2 separate regions of the Mus musculus genome follow, and region 1 is linked to region 2. A link is a contact called in public HiChIP or PLAC-seq data. All regions are on one chromosome and are shown on one strand. The core of a region is the stretch at or near the end of the contact, and the rest is flanking DNA. Distances in the headings are between cores, read along the strand shown. Region 1 overlaps Xxylt1 (xyloside xylosyltransferase 1). Region 2 has its middle 34 kb from the start of Gm33502.

Region 1 (6,951 bases), core at 1,799-4,298, 210 kb before region 2:
CGGCCTATGCAACTCGGAAGGATCCAGAAACTATCAATACTGGCTCCTGGGTGTGACAATGTTTCTGCACTTCCCTTTACTCCCAAATAAAACCACTTAGTGTGGCGGCTAGGCCCAGCCTGGTATCCCAGTCTGATATCCTTCCCACGTAGGGCTTGTGCCCCCCTCTTCTCCCTAGCTCCCACAGCATTGCCCCATGCCTGCCTCCCATCAGGCAGCCTGTCCAGTGGGATCATTTCAGTCTACAGATGCTTAAAATCCAGACAGTTGGAAAGTCTTCCGCCTCAGTCACATTGTTATCAAAAAGAAGAGAGAAACGTGGGTAAGGCGTGGAGAAAAGAAAATCCTTGTCCATTGCTGTTGGGGCTGTAGACTTACAGAGTCAATATGGAAAGCAGAAGTGCTCCCGCGTGTGCGTGCGCAAAGGAAGGCAGTCTGTGCTGTAAGGAAACCTGCAGTGCAGTCCGCGTTCACTGCAGCAGTGACAACTGTGGCCAGATACAGAGTGTCCACGGGTGGATGTGTGGATACAGAAAATGTGATAAACGTACACTGGAAGATCCTTCACCCTGTAATAAGGAGGATATTCTGCCATGGCCACAACGTGTGTGAGCTGAGGGCCTTCTACTAAGTGGTATAACCCAGGCACAGGAGGAAGACAGCTTGATCTCGCTTGTACACGGGATCTCAAAGGCAAAAGCTAGGTGTTTACTACACAGAGATGATTCTGGAGGCAAGGTGATAGCTACGGCCATAGAGGTCAGGGTAGGAAGAAAATGTAGGGCTGGGGAAGTCTCAGATCTGATGGACACCAAGGGGGTTGAAGGCAATAGCGCTGTTAGATTAAGGGTTTTTGCTATAAAGAGTATAGATTAGATATTCTACATGCATATGCGTTCACACGCATGTGCGCACATAATAAAAATGAACACATAAAATTAATTTGTTTATCTTTGTTAACCATTTATGTATATATAAATCATCACACTGTAAACATTAAACACATACAATTTAAAAATCAATTCTTTGCTAACTGTTGAAAAAATAAGGCATGCAGGACATACTTTCTGATGTGTTCCAATTTCATATATTTATCTTAGTACAGGGCCAGCTGTTCTCATTTCTGTTCAGGAAACATGATAATCAGAGATTCATTTCTAACCACCATACTTTACTCAGATTACACTAAATCTATAGTATACAAAGTGTCTCTGGGACTAATTAATGTTTTTAAATGTTTACCTAAAGCACATAGAAATTGTATACATTTCTCAAAAAGAGAAAAGAAAAATGACCCAAGGGCCAGGCAGGCTTTGCAGCAGGGGATGTTTTGCTCGGTTCCCTGAGGTGCTCATCAGTCTGTGTTTTCCCATGTGATCTAGGAGGTTAATGAAGGCACTGTGGGGCCCATTGTTATTTCTGCACTGTGAATTGATTAGCCAGAGGATGTACAGTGTGGCAGTGTGTGGCCAGGCCTGTGTGTCTCTGGCAGTGGCCCAACAGACTTTGAAGATAGCATGCTGCTTCCTAGTCACGACCTCTCGGCCATGTGCTGTGTTGTGGGTGCTCCTGGTGCTGTGCCAGCTCCTTACCGATGCTGGCAGGAGTCCTGGCTGTGTGGACACAGTAGAGACCTTTCTCGGAAAGTCAAGTTCAGCCCTTGCTGTTTGCTGGTGAAAGTGCATCTGTCTGGACTACTTCACTTCAGTAAGCGTGGGCTGGGCCCCTGCCTTGTGCCAGGCACGGGGCCAGGCAGTGGGGATTCAGGTATGTAAAGACACCATTTCTATCCCCAACGGTATGACAACTCAGTGGGTCAGAGTGGCTTATGGGGCCCTTGCAGACTTCACTAAGGAATTGGCCTCTGGGCTGTGGTTTGATTAGAAGGTAGCTGTGTGGATGGTGAGGAAAGAGGGCACAGCAGCTAAGGCCCTGGTGAGAATGGCATATGCAGAATCAGCAGGAATGTCAGTGTGGATGGAGCAGAGGAACCTGGGGTGGACAGGGCATGGCCAGATGGCCCGGCTTCTCATGGCCTGGGATCGGGTCTTCAGAAAGTGGGGAGCGTGGCGTCACTGCTGTCAGGACAGATGAACAGCAGACACCTGCCTCTTGGCTAGATCACACTGTCTAACAGTGTGCTACAACTACGTCCATTCCCATAGGTCACACCGCTGGAGACAAGACCCGGTGCTGGGTGTGTAGACAGGAGGTCCAGGGTAAATATCATCCTTGTGGCCATCAGAAGGCCACCGATGAGGGCGGGACAGTGTGCCCATTCACTGCCAGAGCAGTGACTTGGTGGGAACAACAGCGGAGGTCAGGAGAGTCTTTCACAGGTACCATCTAAGGCCCTCCTAAAATTTCCATCCCTGTGCCTTACACTCTTGTTTTCCTCTATTTTTTATGCCCAGCAAGAAATAAATCTCAAATATTTACCAGAGGTACACTTAAAAGCAGCTTTTTCTAAAAGCAGCGTTTACACTGAGGAAGATTTCAAGTGCAGCTGTGGCACTGGGTTGTGCATCATCTGGCTGTGGCTTGGCTTAGTGGCCTGGGAAAGAGGATGGCGATTGACTCTTGCCAGCAGTGTGTCTCACCAAGGCAGAACCACCGCACCTGGGCTGACAGTGTGGACCCCAGTTGGACGGCTTTGTGGTGGCAGTCTCTGTGATGACACACCTTGTGTCTCTGGGACGAGCTGCCTGAGTGATGATGGGCACAGGGAGCATGCCCAGGTGTGAGCCCACGCACCTGCCGCAGAGAGCATGCGCAGATATGAGTCCACGCACCTGCCACAGAGAGCATGCGCAGATATGAGCCCACGCACCTGCCGCAGGCCCGCATTGTGCATGGGGAGTTGTGCAGGATGATTGGTTCCTCTTCGGTTTGTTATTTCCGTCTCCTGAGAAGGGTGAAAAGAGGAAAAAAAACCAACTATTTTCACAGAAAGTGTGTTTGAGAACTTGTCTCTACCCCACATGCTCTTGCCTGCCTCAGAACATTCCATGCTAATTACACAAGCTGCTGCTGCCGCCACAGCTTCCTGTTGGTGTCCACGGCTCTGGAAACCACGGAAACTGGTGACATCTATGCCTGCAGCAGGCTGCAGTACACATGAAGGGGGCTGACTTTGGGTGAGGGCAGTGTGCCCGCTGCACGCCAGGCTCAGGCCTGCTGGAGGAACACAGCTCACAGTGGCTTGTAGAGGAACCGTGTGGCACTAGGACATAGGAAGAGAGACAGCTGCTCCATCCACTGATTCTGTGCTGGAAACAGACCACGGACTGAGAGATCTCAGCCACGGACAGTGGCAGGAGGGTCTCTAGAGAGCTGGTCCCGTGTCTGTATCTAACGACTTGGTTTCCTCTTTGAGACAGGGTCTGACTACTTATCCTTGTTCTCCTGTAACTCTAGACCAGGCTGGCCTCAAACTCACAGAGATCCACCTGCCTCTACCACCCTAGTGGTGAGATTAAAGTCACACCTGCCTTCTTCTGCCACAGTTTTAAATTGCTAAAATATATGCAACATAAAAGTTGCCGTTTGGAACATCTTTAAGTCCATAACATTAATTCTGCCCAAATGTCCCACCATCACCATCCTATTTCCAAAACAGTTGTATTACCCAAGCAGAAATGTCATCCTCTGAACGGTTGCCCTGCATCTTTCCTCCTCAGCCCATGGCAAGCTCTCATCTACTTATGTCTTATACATCTGCCTGGTTTAGATGGTCCATGTCTCCTCTGTCACTCTGTGGCCATTAGAAGCCCCGGACACATACTGTTCCCAGCTCCCATCAGGGCTCAGAGTAGGGCTGTGGCCTGGCCTGAGAGGCAGTGAAGCAGAAAGGAGAGGTCTCACCGTTACTAGCTGGGCATTTTGACGGTCATCCTTACATCCTGAAAGCCTTAGTTTCCTCATCTAGAAAATGGGTTTAATAATGTGTACCTCCCAAGCATGCATAGACAGCTCAAGTATGTAAATGTGTAGAGGAGTGCTTAGGGACAGGTTTTGTCATAATTATCTGTATTATCGTAACCTGTACCTCCAAGTCCCATAATGACTAAAAGAAATCACTTATAAATTGTTCATGAAGTAGCTGGCAGGTAATAATTATTGAAGTAAATGCCAGCTACCCATATACATACATGCCATGTGCATTACAGAAAAACCAACACAGTGGTTAAGAGCATTGGCTGTTCTTACAGAGAGCACAGTTTTAATTCCCAGCGCCCACATGGTGTCCTACAGCCATCTTGAACTCCACTTCCAGGGGATCCAGTCCCCCTTTCCGGCTTCCACTGGCACCAGGCAAAGCAGCCTGCACATAGGTAACAATAACTTTGTAAAGCAACAGCCAGCAAGGGGCTTAGACAGGCTGTCCCCAACTGAGAGTCAACGCTCGTCCAGCAGCAGATTGCCCCACCCCAAGTAGGGCCCACTGTTTCCTATTTTCTTTCCAAGCAGCAGAGAAATGAGGAGTCCCAGGCAGTGGAGACTAGCTGACTGTAGAAGCTCATCTTAGAGCCAAGGCAAAGTCAAAACCAGAAGCTTCGAACGTGAGGAAGGTGTCGGGGTTCACTGCCCAGCCTCAGCGCTTTCACCCTTTTGAAGTTGGGAGACGGCTCCTTTTGGGATCAGTCTTTCGAACCTCCAGCAAACTATGGCCCCATCCCATCAGAGTTGAGAGAAGTGAGTGGCTTCCTGTTGTGTGGGGCCCTACGGTTTCCATCAGAGTCCCATTTTAAACACACAGAAGGAAAAGTATCCTGATTGGAAACCTGACCACACTTGTCCCCTTGTCCTAATTTCAGTGGCCAGCTAAACAAAGCAGCGCTTCTGGGAAAGAGCTGTGAGAAGGGTTACCAAGATGAAGCTGGAGGGATGGCCTCCCCAGGGCAAAGACACACTGACTCGGACTGCAGGGAACGTGTGTGTGTCTGTCACTGTGAGTGTGCTGGCTTGTGCTGGTCATGTGTGCGCACATAGCCCCTAGAAGGGACTCTGCTAGATGTCACCCGGCTACATCCTTCAACACGCACGGCCTTCTCTAAAGCTCCAGGAAAGAAGGTTGTCCAAGTTTCTCTTCCTACCAAAGCTGAGTGAGTGGCTTCTGGAAGCACCTGGCTTGGTTCTGTTGGGCTGCCGGCAGAACCAGATTCACTGGGCACCGGTGTCCCTGCCGTGAAGGCTGCCATGCACACCTGAGTGCCTTAGCCTTCTTTCTGCAGGTCTCTTCTCCACAAGAGTTGGCAGTGGCCCTGGTGCATGCTTCAGGGAGCTGGTAACAAGAACACTTGAGGATGTACCCAGCAGAGTGACCCGTCCCTGCAAGCACTTTGGGTGCCTCACCCAGCACTGGCCAGTGAAGGAAGCAAGCAAGCCGTCCTCCACCACCAGCCAAGTTACCTGATGCTTCATCTCCTGCCCCAGTCTTGTCATACCTTACCCTTCCTCCTATACTGGGGAGCCATCTGAAGCTAAAGGAAGAGAGATTGCACCTAAAAGGTGCCCGGGTGTCAGATACTGCATCCCGCACACGGCCCTCACAGCCTATCCTCTGGGATAGAATGTTGAGTTCTGGAGGAGCTGGGGCAGGACACACTGACTGGTTCAGAGTCCTCTGTCTGCTCCTCCACTATGCAAACGCTCGGCCACGTGACGCTGTGTCAACACCGCTGAGCTCGGCTCCATTTAGCCGATTCCCCAGACACTCATTTCACAGGCACAGGGAAACCAGAGGTGCTCTTATGTAAGAGGACCTGAGCGGGGAGGGAGGCAGGGAGCTTTGTGAGTACACATTGCTGTGACAGAGGGCTTCAGGGAGCTCTCGGGAAGAGTCGGGGAAGGAGGAACACTTCACAGTCAGGGGTTCTGAGGGGCCCCCACCATGCATGCTTGGTTCCTTCCTGGGTGGAACAGGTCAGGCTTAGGAAGGACCTGGAGATGGGAAGATCTGGCTCTGCAGGGACCTTAAGACCCCAGATCCAGCCCAGGGTCCCAAAACGGAGAGGCTCACAGCCAGCAGGGAGTGCTCTCAGTGAGAGCTTTGTCCTTCTGTAGAGGATGGTAAATTTGAAAATTTCCAGGATCCCATAGGTGCCCACCTGTGTGTAAGATGGGGCTGAGTCTGCCTTCTTCCTGTGTTCCCTTGTCTGAGCAGGCGAGGCCTGGAGGCCTGGCACAGCCAATCAGAGTCCTGCTCGTGAGGCAGGCATCTCTTGGTCTTGGGCAAGGGTCAGGGAATCTCTGGGAGGTTAGTGAGAGATCAGGGAGGAGAAACCAGTAGAGGATGCTGGCTAGCTCAGGGCATGTGGATTTCAGCAGTGCAGCCAGTCAGGGTCTGCTGGTGGCGTGTGGAGCCTGGCCTGGCCGTGCTAGGCATGTTGCCTTTTTCTTTTCTGCTTCTTCCACAAGGTATGTCCACAGCCCAGATTTCTCCCTCTGGTGGAGACCTCTGAGAGGAAGCCAGTGTTAAGAACTCTGTCCTCGAGGGGAGCAGTTTGGACTCTCCTCTAGCCCTGGGTTTGTGGTCATAGGCTTTTCCACAGTGTGGGCTAGATGCAGATGCACGCCCAACTGACATGGATGTGGCCCAATGATGACACTTCCTCTGTGGTCAGCAGTCATGCAGCCTGAACTGCCACAGGGAAGAAAGTAAAAGGACAGCTGGGCCCCAAGAGGAAAGGCGTCCCTGCACAGAGGGCTCCAAAAGGAAGGTTGGAAGGCTTGTGTCCAGAACTGATGGTGGGTTTGAACACCTTCCTTGGACAGTGGCTGGAGCTGGTATCTAACTTTAATACCAGTTTTGATCTGGGTCTCAAGTTCCACACCTCACAGTCATTCACACCCTCCTTGTCTGGTCTGGGTGGGCCCAGGCCACACCCCTTCTTCTCCTGTGCACTCTCCAGGTAGTCGCTGGCACACCTGTGTAGACAGAATTCTGAC
Region 2 (6,275 bases), core at 2,644-5,143:
GGGGTATGTAATTTTCATAAATTTAGTCAAGTATCCAAGCCATTCCCTTCCCTGGTGTGGCCTTTTGCATGGTTTAAATGAGTTCTGCCTAGAAGAAATGATGTTTTCCAGGAGGGACAAGTAGCTTTGCAAGATTAATGCACGAACCTTGTTCAGCACTTTACTGGATGCCAAGATACCAGCACAGCGAACATGGACTGATTGATTGGTTGGGGGTAGCAGAAAGAAATCTGAATTCAATTTTTTAAAATCCTGGGTTCTAGGCCTTGTTCTGCCGTAACTTATGGGGTGACTCTGCATCTGTCACTTCCTCCTCTGGGGCCTTGAAGCTGGTCATTATTCCAGGCTGAGGGAACAGAAAGAAATCACATTCTTATGATAGTTCAGTTTATCAGATACTTTCATGGAATTCCCCACTCTTAACACCCACAGCGATCTTTCCCATTTTGCAGATTAAATATTGAGACTCAGAGAGAGTATGACTAATCAGGGTCAGCCTGTTCCTACAGGGTTGGAGCTCAGGGGAAAAAAAAGGTGGCTCCAAAAATAAGAGAAAAATTCAGTGGTTTGCTTTTTCCCCCATAGTACTTGCCACTCTGTTTTTAGGAGCTATTTCTGTGGTACACAGATTCCCCTGATCAGGGACCTCACATGACTTAATTGGGAGGCAGGGAAGCTTGGGGTGGTCCCAGTGCCTGAGATTCTCATACTAATATGGACAATCCAGCCTTCGTGGGAATGGCGAGCAGAAGGAAGCCATCTAGAGGGAACAAGTTCTAACTCATGGAAGGAATAAAGTGGGACATCACCGGCTTTTAATGTGATCTTGGGTCACTGCAATAATTAAGTTTGGCAGAAGGGTGTGAAGCTGTAAACGCAGAGCCACTGAACGGCATGGGGGTGTGTTGTGTCTCTGAGGGTTTACTGAGGCTGGGAGGCTGCCTGCAGCACTGTGGAGATCAGCAGCTGCTGTGTGAGGCCCTGCCAGAGCTCCCCAAATGTGCTTGTCCAGTCTGTTTGTCTTTCTTTGCCAGATAGGTGCTGACTGGTGTCAGGAGAAGGGCCACCCACGTAGCCCTCCCCGATGTCTTGAGTATGCTAATAGTTCTGCAAGTTCATGCTCACGATGGCTTCACCAAGGTGGAGGGGGTATAGATGTAGGTACTGTTCCTCCCTCCAGTTATATGGTGATGGATTCTGGGAGAGGATCCAGAGGGAGGGATGCTCTCAATGAGTATGAACAGGGCAACTGGTCCACATGGAGAATGGGTGTGCACCTCTTAGTCCTGCGAGGCCACCAGAGAGCTGGGACACTCCTAAAGCTGTCAAACATGGCAGTTAACAGCACCAAGAGAGCTTCTCTGAGTTTGAGGTCTGGTCCTTTGAACTCAACATTATGTTTTGTTTTGTTTTGTTTTGTTTTGTTTTTTTGTTTTGTTTTGTTTTGCTTTGCTTTGTTTTATTAGTTACCTTTCTTGTCACTGTGCCCTAATATCTGGTAGAAGCTGTTGTGTTGGAATCGAGGCTTGAGTCCGGACAGACTATTCCAGGCCAATGTGGTTCCATGTGGCAGAGGTTTATTGTGTGTGTGTGTGTGTGTGTGTGTTGGGGGTGGGGTGGGGGTGGTAGGGGTGAAGAGCAAGTAGCCCATGGGTGATGTCACTGGGTTCAGAGGGAGTCTCTTAAGCTGGTTCTTGATACCAACCAACAGAAGCAGCTTAACTCTGGCTCACAGTTCAAAGGATGCATCAGTCTATCACAGTAGAGAAGATACAGGGTAGATTTTAACATAGCGGCTTCTGAACATGACGGCCATCAGGAAGCAGTGAGCTAGAACCAGGAGGCTGGGCTACAACCCTGAAGACCTCACCTCATTGGCCCACATCCTCTTCAAGGTTCCACAACCTTACACATCAATACCACCACCTGAAGAACAAATGTTCAAACCCTTGGGCCTGTAGGGAACATACTGAACCGGAGACATTACAATTACAAAGGCTAAGGCTATAGAGAGTTTTTAATTTTGTGTTTTTGAGACAGGATCTCTCTACATGCCACTGTCCTGGAACTCAGTATGTAGAGCAGGCTGACCTCAATCTCACAGGAATCTACCTGCTTCTGCTTCCCCAGTGCTGACATTAAAGGCTTGTGCCACCAGGCTCGGCCCAAGATAATTGACTTCCAGACCTTTGCAGTTTTGTGAAACATCACACAGAACAATCCATGCTAGTGCTCAAGGGAAACGAGGAATCTACAAAGTTTATGGGTCCCAGGCAGTCTCAGAAGGAGCTGTCTGATATTAGGCTCAGAGGCCCCTGTTGCTCCAGGGTTTCGAGCTTTAAATGTATTCCAAGCTGAATAGCTCCAGGTCAGATTCCTCAAGAACAACATTAGGTGCTCTCTTGGAGGCCTCTGTTTGAACAAGCTCCCCGTTGTCACACACACACCCTTTTACATCTGCAGCCAGAGACAATGAGACCAACGCTTGCTGAGCAGGCCCTAGTACCAGTCTCCACGTGACCTGCTAAGTTCACAATGACCCCGTCTCATCAGCAATATGAAGTGTCTGCTGTTATCCACAGTTTACAGGTGGTCCACTCAAGAAGGTGGCAGAAAGCAATGGAGTCAGACGCTAACCCTGCTTGCTCAGCCAGCCTTCTGAGCCAGGTGTCCCAGACACTAGCTGCTCGGCTCTCACAGTCTCACAGGACTGGTTCTCCCTTGGCTCCAGGCAGAACAATCCCATTAGTGCCGTCTGAGGTGTGTGGCATTGCTGACACAGAATCTGGGCGAGTGAAACGAAACACTCAGCGTGTCCTAAACTTTGGGTTAGGCCCTTGTGACAGGTTTGATGACCACCTTCAGGAAGAGAAGGCCTAGGATCAAACCCTGCTAGAGAGCTACACAGTTTGGGGGCAATTTCACCTTTCTGAATGTTAGTCATATCTATAGAATGACTTTACTAATAGGACGAATTCTTCATAGTCATTGTGAGGACTGCGTGATGTAAGGAAAGCAGTAATTTCAGCATTACCACCCATCCTTCATAAAACTATGCTAAACACCCTGACACATCTTCTAACAGTAAAGCCTACAACTGTCTAAAACATACCGCATTCCCTCCTGACATTGTTTTCAGAGCATACCCACCTCTTCTTTTGAAAATAGGGCTGCATGTTCCACTTCCCAACACCAACCCCGTCGCTCCAAAACCCATAGCCTTGTTTTGGTGAGGTTGTTAGTCCTTCAGCAACCTTGAGCTACACCCTCTCCCAATTCACGAGACGTAGTAAGAGTGGAGGGAGAAATCTCCCATCTGTTCATTCATCCTGTGTTATTTAGAAAGCACTGTGTGTTTTACTGGCCGCTCAGCTCTCAGCGGCCATGGAGGGTCCAGCTGTGAGATTATGAAAGGTACAACATTGGTAAGAAAGAGTGCACAGACCCAGGGAAAGCCAGAAATGAGGCAAAGACATGAAAAATAGAGTCTCCAAGGAAGCGGGGCATCCGAAGGAAAGAGACGAGTCTTCTGGTTTAGCACTGTTACAGCTTGGCTGTTGACGATCTCCCAATGGCCCATGGGCCCATGTCTCCCACAGAGCGTATTTGTGAGCTTCTCTGTTCTTTTCCCACTTTGCTCCAACTTTTGATGTCACTGCCATGCTTGCCCCCAACTGTTATCTTGCATGGACCCAAAGCAATGGGGGCTGAGCACACAGAACTAGAACACTCAAAACTGGGAGCCGAGCAAACCATTTCTTTTATATAATGTTTTGGATCATTTTGTTATAGCGACAGGAAGCTGACTAACGTGGGCATGGAGAGGAATAGCAAACTGGACAACTGATTCAATCTTTCTGGAATCTAGAAAACTTCGTTAACCTTTGGACTAGTAGTCTTTAAAGAATGGGTGTGGTTTGGTGGCTCCAGGAAGAGAAAGGGAAAACCCACAGGACACAGTAAATATCTGTCCATCTGGTTGTAGCTTATTTGGTAGGCTGACAGGAAAATAATTCAGATGCTGCCAGAGTAGAAAAGACCTGGACATCAGGTGCTGTGGCACTTCATGGGATTCCAACACACGAGAGGAGAGAACCCGGCCCAGATGTGTCCTGTTAATTAGAGGAAGAAGAGACCAGAGGGAGGGGTGCTAGGGCAAAGGTCACTGATCAGCTGAGAGAGAAAAGGTTCAAAACTGGGTTCCCTACAAGAAATGGCTCAGTGAACCGCTTACAGACTGAGCTTCTGTGTTCCCAGCCAAGGTCTGCCGGCAGGTCCTCGCTCTATTTCTCAAGTCCAGTCTCAGAGCTGGGAAGGAAAGAGGCTAACAGGAGAACGAGATGGCCTCCTCTGTCTCCATCCAACATGATTGTGTTTGGCTTCCCACTGTGGGAGACAGGTGAGGATCACTACACAGTGGCCAGTAGTTGCCCTTCCCCCCCTCCCCCACTGCAACAAGCTACCCTGCCCCTCACCAGCTCCAGCCACATTCCCAGCATCAGGTGGGTTTCCTTTTGTAAAGCCTCACAGAGGCACTGGCTAATCAAATCAGTTATGTTTGCTTTGACTTCATAAATCTTCCCAGAGCAAATGATGCCAAAACAAAGAAACGGATCAATGGGGTAAAATAATGAAGTCCAACAACACAGAAGAATGTTCTTTGATTATGAAGGTGACTCTTGAAATCAGCCAAGAGGGGATGAATTCAGCCAGCAGGTCTGGAGGCAGATGGCTGCTTAGAAAAAAATAACGTCCCATTTGTCCCTCACGTTCTAGACCAACACTGATGCCAGGAGGTTCCAGGGTAGGATGCAAAAGCAGACATTGTTAGTGTGATGTGCAGCTAGGAAGCCTCACCTCTCTTCCCGTGACACCAAGGCGGTTAACAAAGAGACGGATAAATTTGTACAAACACTAAGAGCTCTGTATTCCCAAATTCTACAACCATTTCCCTTCCTTGGGTGTTCCTGGAAGGGAAGAGAAGCCACCTCTAATCATCTCAACAACGGGATGAAGCCATGAGAGAAGCAAACGAAGGGAACTCATTAGGGGCATGTTATGATGTCAGCTGTGCCACAGGCTACAATGAGAAGCTGTGAGGGAAGAGACCCCAAGAACCATTGCCAAGAGAGCCATGCTCACCCCCCACCCCCACTCCTCAGCAAGGGCTTCCATGTCTGGGGAGGAGTCTAGAGACTCCTGCTAGTTTCCCCACTCCTTGGTCCAGTAGTAGAATGTACTAGCTACTTAGGGGAAGGAAACAAAGATCTGTCAGGTTGCTTGCTTAAAGCTTAGAGCTGATGCTCTATCTGGCCAGAAGGAAGGGATCTCCCCCTCCTTTTAGACAGGGTACATAGCCTGAAGTGGTGCCCTCAGGCCCCTGCTAGGAATGGCAGGAGTTGTCTTTCCTATTTGGTCTTCCCTGCCTGTATCACCACCAAGGAGGTACTCAGCTCCGCATTGCCTTCCACAGTCAGTGGCTGCGTGCCAGGCCTTAGCGCCCACAAGAAACATGATTCGATCTGCTCCAAGGAACAATAGGTCCACCAACCTCACAGAACAGCTTGAAAAGGGGCTGGAAAGCTCCAGCAATGAGCCTTGTAGCTCCTTGGTGCCAAAGGAGCCCTGTCTTACTAGTTGTCCCTCAGGAGGCCAGAGAGGTGCCCCAGCAGTCCCTGCACGTGGCAAACTCTGTTTGTAGTTCCTTCTTTATACCCAGGCTACCATCCCTAAGTGTAGGGTTCCTGAATGCTGCAGTGATCTTGATAACAAATTTACTCATAGCCATGGTTCCCAGAATCAAGCAGAGATGTTTAAAAGACAGATAGCTGGGGCTAACATGGCTTCCGGGAAGAGATCACATACCTGGGATCCTTTGAAAAGTGACCTGCAGAGTCTATGGGCAGACAGAAGAGCTGAGGCTCAAAGCAAAATGAAGCCAGGACCACAGAATCTGGCAGTAATGGGTCCCTGTATGGAACGAGAACTGACTCCAGCTTTTCAAACCAAAATGGAAGAGTGCAAAATGGTATAGCCAAAACCTTGGCCAGCTGCTTCACCATCACCACTAAGAACCAAACACCACAGCTTGAAACTGAGTTTGAACCAGAATTTACTGTCTCTGAGCATTAATCGCCTCTTCTTTAATGACAGTCCAAAGTAGCCAAAGGTTGAACTTACCAACCGAAGTTGACCAAGAGTGTCTCCAGACATTACCAAGTATGCCCAGAGGAACAGAATCATCCCAGGGTCTACTGTTGCCCTACCACTATCCC

What was found. HiChIP or PLAC-seq counts read pairs in DNA pulled down with a chosen protein or histone mark.
Region 1: a FOXA1 HiChIP or PLAC-seq map of pancreatic cancer cells shows a contact between it and region 2. The contact joins two enhancer-like sites. A contact is called at or near these places in 4 of 484 Hi-C or Micro-C datasets (bone marrow-derived macrophages, cerebral cortex, myocytes and 1 more), 6 of 115 datasets of contacts at active chromatin or transcription factors (the NIH/3T3 cell line, VIP interneurons, embryonic fibroblasts and 3 more) and 1 of 9 other capture datasets (embryonic stem cells).

The regions. Positions count from the first base shown.
Region 1 is chr16:30,968,223-30,975,173 of GRCm38.p6, reverse strand. All of the region lies in intron 3 of Xxylt1 (xyloside xylosyltransferase 1), which reads left to right. Gm15742 (a long non-coding RNA gene) reads left to right here. Exons shown (of 2, transcript XR_384807.2): 1 at 1-1,767; 2 at 5,235-6,951. Among named protein-coding and RNA genes, the nearest start is that of Gm15742, 4.8 kb to the left of the region's middle. Within about 2 kb of position 3,048, at least 129 of the 459 cell types and tissues checked have an H3K27ac peak or open chromatin away from gene starts, as enhancers often do. A contact at or near this core is called in pancreatic cancer cells, where this site is marked.
Region 2 is chr16:30,756,114-30,762,388 of GRCm38.p6, reverse strand. No RefSeq gene overlaps it. Among named protein-coding and RNA genes, the nearest start is that of Gm33502, 34 kb to the left of the region's middle. Within about 2 kb of position 3,893, at least 11 of the 459 cell types and tissues checked have an H3K27ac peak or open chromatin away from gene starts, as enhancers often do. A contact at or near this core is called in pancreatic cancer cells, where this site is marked.